Regions from separate parts of the Mus musculus genome. Here regions 1 and 3 are each linked to region 2. Evidence: chromatin contacts called from public Hi-C data. All regions are on one chromosome and are shown on one strand. Each heading gives the region's core, a stretch centred on a gene start, on an enhancer-like site or on the middle of the called end of the contact. The rest is flanking DNA. Distances are from core to core; before and after follow the strand shown. Region 1 overlaps Plekha7 (pleckstrin homology domain containing, family A member 7). Region 2 holds the start of Nucb2 (nucleobindin 2). Region 3 overlaps Plekha7 (pleckstrin homology domain containing, family A member 7).

Region 1 (2,700 bases), core at 113-2,612, 380 kb after region 2:
CCTGGAAACTGCACCTGGATGGCCGCACGGAGCCCGTCTGTGCCTCGGCCCTTGATTCTGACTGAGGAGCAGCCGTGTGCTCGAAAGCCTTGGCTTCTTCAGCTGTCGGTGAAGTGAAGTTCTCTCAGCAGACACTTCTCAGAAGAAAGAAAAAAGCCACTGTGAGGTGGAAAGCGAGATGTGTTAAAGCAATAACTGGGCATTGGGTGGCATCTGCTTACAAATGCCTAGCCTTGAGCCATCCCTCCAGCCAGGCTGTACTAAAGGACCTCTGCTGCCTGCTGTGGGGAAACCCAGGACAGTTTCCTCTGACTAGGTCTGGTGAGGTGGGCAGGCAGGGCCAGGACACAGGATTGTGACTTGACTCCAGCCCAGCTGAGGAAGAGGTGGCCATGCCAGACTCAGTGTTTTGTCCCTTTATTTAACTTGTCTCAAGATATTCTACATGCAGGAAGCAGTGAAAACCATAAACACCTTCACTGGGTGGAGCCGCATTTTAAACGAAAATTTGTCTTTGACTATGCTTACAAGAAGAAAAAGAATCCTTGAATATATTTAGAAGTTACTGTCTATTTTTAACTAACTCCATATGCTGCCAGTATCAACTTCATGACATTTGCCAAAATAAGATTTTATTTTTTGCCTTTATAAGATTTTGTTGGAAAAATGAAATGAATATTTTGCAAGAAAAAGTTAATTTAAATAAAAGTGTAATGGTTTGCAAAAAAAAAAAAAAGTGATGTATAGATTAAAATATTAACCTCATCCGTGTCCTGGCTCTTGCTGGCTGTATTCATTCACCGTGGGCTGTGTGCCCTTACCCTGTGTCAGCCCTCTGCCTCCCCCTTTCCGTGTTCACGAATGAAAGAGCCTCCTCACTGACAGCCCCTTGACATTTGAGCGAGTTTGGAGGCCTGAGGGGTGAGGTTTCCTTTCCCACCCCCAGGCAAGGATCCCTACTCGGGGCCGGTTTGGGCTGGTCGGGCCCAATCTCATCCAAGACAGCAGAAGTGGTACAACGGGCCCCCATCCAACCCACACACTGCGCCCATTCAAATGAGGCCTGTTAGTGATGGACCGTTGCAAACTGGATTTGCATTTAATTCATCTTGACTTGGGATGCATGCTCAAAGCAGGAGGCAAGGGGCCAGTTTGGTTTAGAGATGTGTGCGTTTCCAAGTTCCCGCATGGCCAAGGAGTGTGTTGGAGGTTTGGAGAAGCCTTCCAAGTATTTAAACTGGGAAGAATGGATTCCCAGGCATTCTGGATGGGTAGAAGGGAGAGCTGCTATTGTGGCTACTGTTTGTTTGGAATTTAAGAAATGCTCTTCTTGTTTTAAACATTAGCTGGAATGTCACGCAACAGATAAAAGTAAGGCGGGGAAGATCTGCAACTGAGTGCAGTCGTCTGAAAAATCAACAAAACCCCACGGCCAGGCCAGCCAATTGTGGCCTTTGAGGACCCCAGTTTTCTTCCCAGAACGGAACCTGAATGTGGCTCACAGACATCTATAACCCCAATTTCAGGGTGTCTGGGTCCCTCTTCTCAGCACCATGGGCCCTACACAGAAGCAGTACACACATGCACATGTAGGCAAGATACTCAGATGCATAAGTAAATCTAACAAAAAGGAGATGGAAGAGCAATTGAGGGAGAAACTGACATGGGCCTCTCCCTTCCATACATGTGTGTGCCTAGACACATGCTTATGCCAACACTTCCACGTGTGTGTGTGTGTGTGTGTGTGTGTGTGTGTGTGTGTGCATGCATGTGCACACGTGTCCATTCAAACACTGCTTCCACAACGTTAAAAGACAAAAGCCAAGATGAGGCCATTTGCAGACTGGCTGACTAGGTGTGCATAGTCTGGGATTAAGGACTCTGGTCCAGTATTTTCAGCTGTGTGTCCTTACAGAGCCCAGGGTCTGAGCAGAGAGTCGGGGGTGTGGGGGTGTTCCTGTCTAGTCTCTAATCTCTTTTTGCATTCATTTATTCTATGTGTGTGGATGTAAGTGCACACGTCCTGTGACTCAAATGTGGTGGTCAGAGGACAGTTTATGAGATTTGTCCCTCCTACTATGTGGATTCCAGGGAATCAAATTCAGGGAATCAGGTTTAACAGCAAACACCCTTACCCATTAAGCCTTGTTTACCTCTTAATTCTGACTGCAACCTAGGCCCCAGGTGAGGCCCAGGCTGTCCTTTCAAATCTTGGCCAGAACCAGCAAGGAAATTTTAAGATCGGCTGTCAAACAGGAATTAGGAATGAAATCTGCTAGTTCCCACTTGAACTTCCAGAACTGCCTGCATTTTTACCACATCCATGATTCTAGCTAAATGAAAACAGTTTGCATACAGGGGGGTGCTAAAAGCAAGCGTCCTGTTCATCTCTTCAGCCTGCCTTGGGCCCAGCTCTGGGCCCGTAAGCCTGCAGCGGGTCCCTTCTCCTCCCTCAAAGGCCTCAGTTTCCTCCACATGGAAGGGTTCTTGCAGAGTTCTCCTGGCTACTCTCAGTGGTACCTTTCACCTGTTTCCCTGGGGGCCTGCAGGTTCCCAGCAGTGTGAAGGGGGATGATAGTAACACATACAGACTCTGGCCCTGGCAGCCAGGAGTCTCTTATGGGCTCTGGAGGCGCCCCCCCAGGAGCAGCACACAGTGCTCTAAGTCCTTTTGTGTTCTCACCAAGGGTGGGAACAAAG
Region 2 (2,700 bases), core at 171-2,670:
GCTCACCTAATAACTAGAGTGATACTATCTGAGATTTCATTTGTAATCCTAAATTTCCATTATTTTAATGTGCAACCCTGTTAATTGTGTTAACCAAGGAACATGTGTTGGAACATGGACCATTATTTGTTGAATTTGAGTTTTATAGAACCATAACACAGCTTATGTGAGGGAAAACTCCTGATACAATTTCTAAGATAAAATAATCTGAGCATTACTCAAGTCCAGTTTCTTAACAAAACCAGCCAGGGAAGACCTTAAGAAGCAATTTAAATAGCCAAAGGCTCCCTGGTCCAAATGCCTGGTAGAATACTATCACCTCTTGACAATTCTTTGGGACAATCATCTCAACATTTTAAGCTTTCCTGTAGGGAAATCCCAAAATTAACTGTAACTCACTATAACAAATATTTTCATTTAAGCCCCGTATCCTCCTGCCTCAGGCTCCCCTAACAGCTGATATTGTGTGAGTCACCACTTTCCTGCCTTTTGTCAAAATCAGGATGATTGGGGAGGGGGATAAAATGTATATTATTTATCCACAGTTTCTTAAATAAGAAACTTAGATGATAGCACTCGGCATTCAATTGTGTAAAAGGTACATTAACCCGTGTAAAAGGTATAAATTATCAGAACAAGGGTTCCTGTTCATTTTCATTCTCTTCCCCTCCACCCCTTTCTGATTTTGCAAAATAACTGTCTGGTAAGACTGCTGTCTGTATCAACCACAATAACCACACCAGCCCACGGAGGTAACATTCAGCAGGTGCAACAAGAAAGTAACATCTTTCTCTTCCCCCTAAATCAAAATGTATCCTCTTTCACCTAATTTGTCACTTTGGGGCAAACGATACTACAGCTGGCAGGAACTTTCTCCTTAGTGGCAGATGCTGGTTTCACATACCCCGGGGAAGAGCTGTGTTCCTGGGCCTAGCTTTGCTCCACAACTGGAGGGGGGCGGGGGGGCGCGGAGCATCAGCCGGGAATCGATAGGTCCAGAGACCTCACCAGTGGGCGAGCCCCTCGCCCACGTACCCCGCCCCAGTCTGGGTCCAGCACCTACTCTGCCTGCTCGTGCTACCCACCCGGAAGAAAAGCTCAAGCGCTCTGTAGCTAGAAGAGTGGTGGAGTGGACCCGACGCCTCCGGCTTCAGCTGGGAGACCCTCCCCAACCTTGCCCGCCCAGAACTCGGCCCTCCATGCCCACAACCATGGGCAGGGCAAGAACAGACCTGCGCCCTCTCTTCTGTGACCCGTCCAGCCTCCTCGAGGCTGGGATCTACACCCTGCTCCGCGCCACTGACCTTCTCTGCAGGGTCCCGGCGCGCGAGGCTAAGCCGACTGATGCCCGCCGCGAGCACACCAGTTTTCCCTGCCCACGGCCCTCCGCCTTGCTCTGATCCACAGCCTAATGCGTGCCCGCCTCCTGGTTGCCATGGTGACTGCCTCCTCCCCCCACAGCCGCTAATTGGTCCAGCTCCGGATCGCGGAGGACTCCTATTGGTGAACTGGTCCAGGGACGCGCCTACGCGAAGGCGCTTCTGGAAGAACTAGCCAAGAGGGACGTGGCGCTCTCCGAAGCGTGAGGAAGCCGCGCCTCTTCCTTCCCTTGCTGTCTTAGACTAGCTCTTAGTGCATGGCTTAGTAGGGTGAAGTGATGCCCGGGGATCCCCCACAAAATCTTAGGGTTTGCCAGGTTCTTGGTCTCTGGCATGAGCCTGCAGCGCCCACAGTGGTGGAGAAAAAAGTGGTAGCCCTCTTGTGAGTCTTGGAGAGCCTCTTTCCTGCAGGGACTCAGACTGGTATTTAACGTACCCCCACCCTCCTTATCGTGGTCCCTGAGTCCCTGTGACTTAATAGCATTTACCTCTCAGATACAGATTTTTCTTCTCTCTGCCCCGTGGAGTCAAGACATCTTCAACACATTTAACATTAACAACATTTTAACCGTGGGGCATTTTGTACGTGCTTGGAGGGTAGAAAAGCTTTAGAGCCTTGGAGCTGGTTTTGAAGCGTGAGTGCCAGTTACTCGCACCTGACTGATTTTTAGGGTGTTTTGTTTTGTTTTGTTTTGTTTTGTTTTGTTTTTCAACCCAAAGAAAAAGGTCCTAGGTTGTGTACTGACTGGCTGGTCTCCTTGCTGCAACGAAAAATACTAAGAAAAGCAGTTAAAGAAGGAAGAGGGGTTTGGTTTGGTTTGGTTTGGTTTGGTTTGGTTTGGTTTGGTTTGGTTTGGTTTTGGGGTTTTGCTTGTTTGTTTTGCTCACAGTTTAAGGGTGTGCTTCAGTACAGCAGTAGAAGAAGCTTGAGGCAGCTGGCACAAGGTATCAGGAAGCAGAGAGAGACACACGAATGCTGGCACTTAGCACTCTCGCTCGCTCGCTCTCTGTCTCATTCTCTCTATCTCTAGTTGGTTGAATCTACAAACGAAGAACCCACAGATCCAGGGGAGGGTAGACTGCAATGGAAACCACTGTTAGCAAGACACAACGTGGGTTAATGGCTGTGTGCACCATTAGAGATCAGACTTCTCTCTTGCAACACTCAACTTTTCTAACCCATCCTAAAGAAGGTATCAGAGCACTATGCTTCCATTTCCTTGTGTATAAAATGGGGTCAGTAACAGCCACACACACACACACACACACACACACACACACACACACACACTTACAGTCTATAAAAAAGAGTCAGTCACAT
Region 3 (2,700 bases), core at 137-2,636, 270 kb after region 2:
GCATATCTCCACGGCCTCTGCATCAGCTCCTGCCTCCAGGTTCCAGCCCTGCTTGAATTCCTGTCCTGATTCCCTCAAATGAAACCCAATAAACCCTTTCTTCCCCAATTTGCTTTTTTGATCATGGTATTTTGTTGAACCAATAGAAACCCACACTAAGGCACAGTGACAGCCATTATCCACTGCTCACCTCTGCTTCAGGTGCTCCATGGATGGCCCACATGCTGTCCCTAGTTGGCCTTGAGAACTGGCTACTGTCCGTTTTATAATTGTAGGAACCCAGAGATTGAATGCCTTGCCTAAGGTGATAAAGTCTAAGGTATAAACCCAAGCTGACATTCAAGTCTAGATTGTCTCATTACAGACTCAACTAGATACCTTCCCCAGCGACTCCAACTGTAGCAAAGCCCAGAGCTCTCAAATCGCATGGTCTTTGAGACTGAAGGAGCTGGCATTCATCCTTCCATATTTTTCCTCTTTGGTGTTAATTCTAGTTGTCTACACGTCTGAGGGGTCTTCATATAACCTGCTCAACTGCACATAGAAAATATTTGGAAAGTATTATTTATCCAAAACATGTGTAGACACCCCCCCATACTTGTTATCCCCTGAAAAGTACAGTATAGCAAGTTTACACAACATTTCCATTGCAGAGCTATTTAAAGCAATCTATAGGTAGATTAAAGCATATGGGAGGAATGGGGAGGGGCTGATATTGTGCCGTTTCATGTAGGTGGCTGCCTCAGGAGGTCCTGGAACCAATCCCCTGAGACACTGAGGGGTAACTAAACTATGTCGGGTGACATTCGGGCCTTTTTTCCTTGGTTTTCAAGACAGGGTTTCCCTGTGTAGCTCTGGCTGTCTGGAACCCGCTCTGTAAACCAGGCTGGCCTCAAACTCACAAGAGGTCCACCTGGAATTAAAGACGTGAGCCACCACACTCCACTGACATTTGTCTTTTTAAAGACATTCTCAGCTTGGCTTATTCTGCTTGTTTGGGTTACTCAATGATATATCAGACTCTGAGAACTGGAAGGGATTGACAAGTCTATTAGTGGGGAAACTGAGTTTCAGAACTGACCGAGCATACAGAACCATTTCTAGTTGATCCAGGACCAGAACTTAGGCTCCCCTCCTATCCGTGACCCAGGGGTGTCTGTCATACAGGGCACATACTTTTATTTTAGGGGTATTTCTCACATAGGTTTGAAGAACAACACAGCTAAAACGTTAAACTCCTCATTTGTCGTTTATCATCACTTTGGATGTGGTTAGAGTCTATACTGTCTATTTAGAGAAAAAAAGTGGAAGTACGGGTTGGGCAGGGCCTTGGCTGAGATTTCAGAGGCGGTGTGTGGGTGAGCTGTGTGTGGTAAGTGCTCTCCCAGTGAGGGACTTGCCCAGCTGCCTTTAGTATTTCAGGGACCGGAAGAAGGAAGTGGCTCTGGTGAACATATTCTGTTTCCTGGGTGCCTTACCCATGAGTCAATGAGTGAGAGTGGGCTCATTGTGTGTGTTCAGAAAGCCCAAGGTCAGAGAGCAAGGGGAAATGGAGCTGGGGTTCAGGTCTCAGCTTGCTCTCATTTCCCACAGGTTGTATGCTGGGGAGCCCGCCATCCTCGAGGCTCTGAAGTCTGTTAGGACCTGACTGCTCCAGTACCCGGCTCAGGTGGCAATGGAGGAGGCTGGGTTGCTAGGCTGCCATCATAGCCTGTTAGTTTAAAGCTTCCTTTTGATAGTCTTTCAAAGACTGGAATTTATCAAATCTGACTCATGCAGTTAAGTGATAGAGAACACTTATCCTGCTGCCATGTGCCTGGCGTTCACATTGTGTGGTGACGCCACAAGGCTCCAGGAAAACGTGGTCTGTGCCTGTCAGTTTCTTTAAAGGGCAGTTGTCACATGCCTTTTGAGACCCAGTCATATGCCTGCATTTTCAGCATTCAGATAATCAACCAGAGCCTATGCACTTAGAGCAGCCAGGGGAGGAAGAAGAGGAGGAAGAGGAAGAGGAAGAGTGAGCTGCTGCCTCCTTAGCTGAAGAGACCCAGAGCTGTAGACTGTAGAGGGAAAGAACCATCGGGGTCTGCTTTGGGGATGCAGGCCAGAACAATGGGTCTAAGGTTTGTCCCCTTCCTAGCCCTGCCAAGAAAGTGCTGCCACTTCCGGGTGTAGTGGCACTGACCAGAGTGTGCCTCATCCTTGTCGGGGTAGTGTCTTGCTGACCAGAGTGTACCTCATTACAATGATTAGCTCACATCACCAGCACAGAATAAATGGTTTCACTGTGACGTTTCCATAGTGCCTGCCACCTTGCTCTCATTGTCTTAAACATGAAGCATCACTGTCCGTGTGCTACACATAGGTGCTGTGACAGCTGGACCCAATGGCCCTAAGACGCCCAGGTTCTAGTCCCAGAACCCATGGGCGTGCTGACTGTCTAGGTAATGTGGAAGGGAAGGGCTTTGGATTACCTGGTGCCCAGAGAGCCAGAGCCTCAGGAGAGGAGGTGTGTCACGTGGTTGGAGGGATGTGGGCTCTGACTCTGGGAACATGGGCAGCCTCTGCGGAGTGACAGAGGTAGGGATGATTTTTGCCCTCACCCTTCCGGTCAATGGAGCAGACTTCATATTTGTGATCTCTGGAGCTTTACACGCACGAGCGTGGGTATGCGGGGTATGTCTGTGTGGACGAGTTTTA

What was found. A called contact is a pair of places that touch in the nucleus more often than the background predicts.
Region 1: a contact with region 2 is called in a Hi-C map of extraembryonic endoderm stem cells, with 2.7 times the contacts expected there. The contact joins the enhancer-like site here to the promoter of Nucb2 in region 2. A contact is called at or near these places in 1 of 39 promoter capture datasets (cranial neural crest), 8 of 484 Hi-C or Micro-C datasets (the Ba/F3 cell line, the G1E-ER4 cell line, the HL-1 cell line and 3 more), 1 of 115 datasets of contacts at active chromatin or transcription factors (neural tube) and 1 of 9 other capture datasets (embryonic stem cells).
Region 3: a Hi-C map of CD8 T cells shows a contact between it and region 2, with 3 times the contacts expected there. The contact joins the enhancer-like site here to the promoter of Nucb2 in region 2. A contact is called at or near these places in 14 of 484 Hi-C or Micro-C datasets (B cells, CD8 T cells, the G1E-ER4 cell line and 8 more), 1 of 115 datasets of contacts at active chromatin or transcription factors (pancreatic cancer cells) and 3 of 9 other capture datasets (adipose tissue, embryonic stem cells and liver).

Annotation. Positions count from the first base shown.
Region 1 is chr7:116,121,558-116,124,257 of GRCm38.p6, reverse strand. It overlaps Plekha7 (pleckstrin homology domain containing, family A member 7), which reads left to right. Exons shown (of 27, transcript NM_001305185.1): 27 at 1-773. Among named protein-coding and RNA genes, the nearest start is that of 1110004F10Rik, 30 kb to the right of the region's middle. Within about 2 kb of position 1,362, at least 31 of the 459 cell types and tissues checked have an H3K27ac peak or open chromatin away from gene starts, as enhancers often do. A contact at or near this core is called in cortical neurons and extraembryonic endoderm stem cells, where this site is marked.
Region 2 is chr7:116,503,089-116,505,788 of GRCm38.p6, reverse strand. Nucb2 (nucleobindin 2) reads right to left here and starts at 1,420. Exons shown (of 14, transcript NM_001130479.2): 1 at 1,305-1,420.
Region 3 is chr7:116,230,102-116,232,801 of GRCm38.p6, reverse strand. The region is part of intron 3 of Plekha7 (pleckstrin homology domain containing, family A member 7); the gene reads left to right. Among named protein-coding and RNA genes, the nearest start is that of Gm44867, 60 kb to the left of the region's middle. Within about 2 kb of position 1,386, at least 67 of the 459 cell types and tissues checked have an H3K27ac peak or open chromatin away from gene starts, as enhancers often do. A contact at or near this core is called in B cells, CD8 T cells, the HL-1 cell line and 2 more, where this site is marked.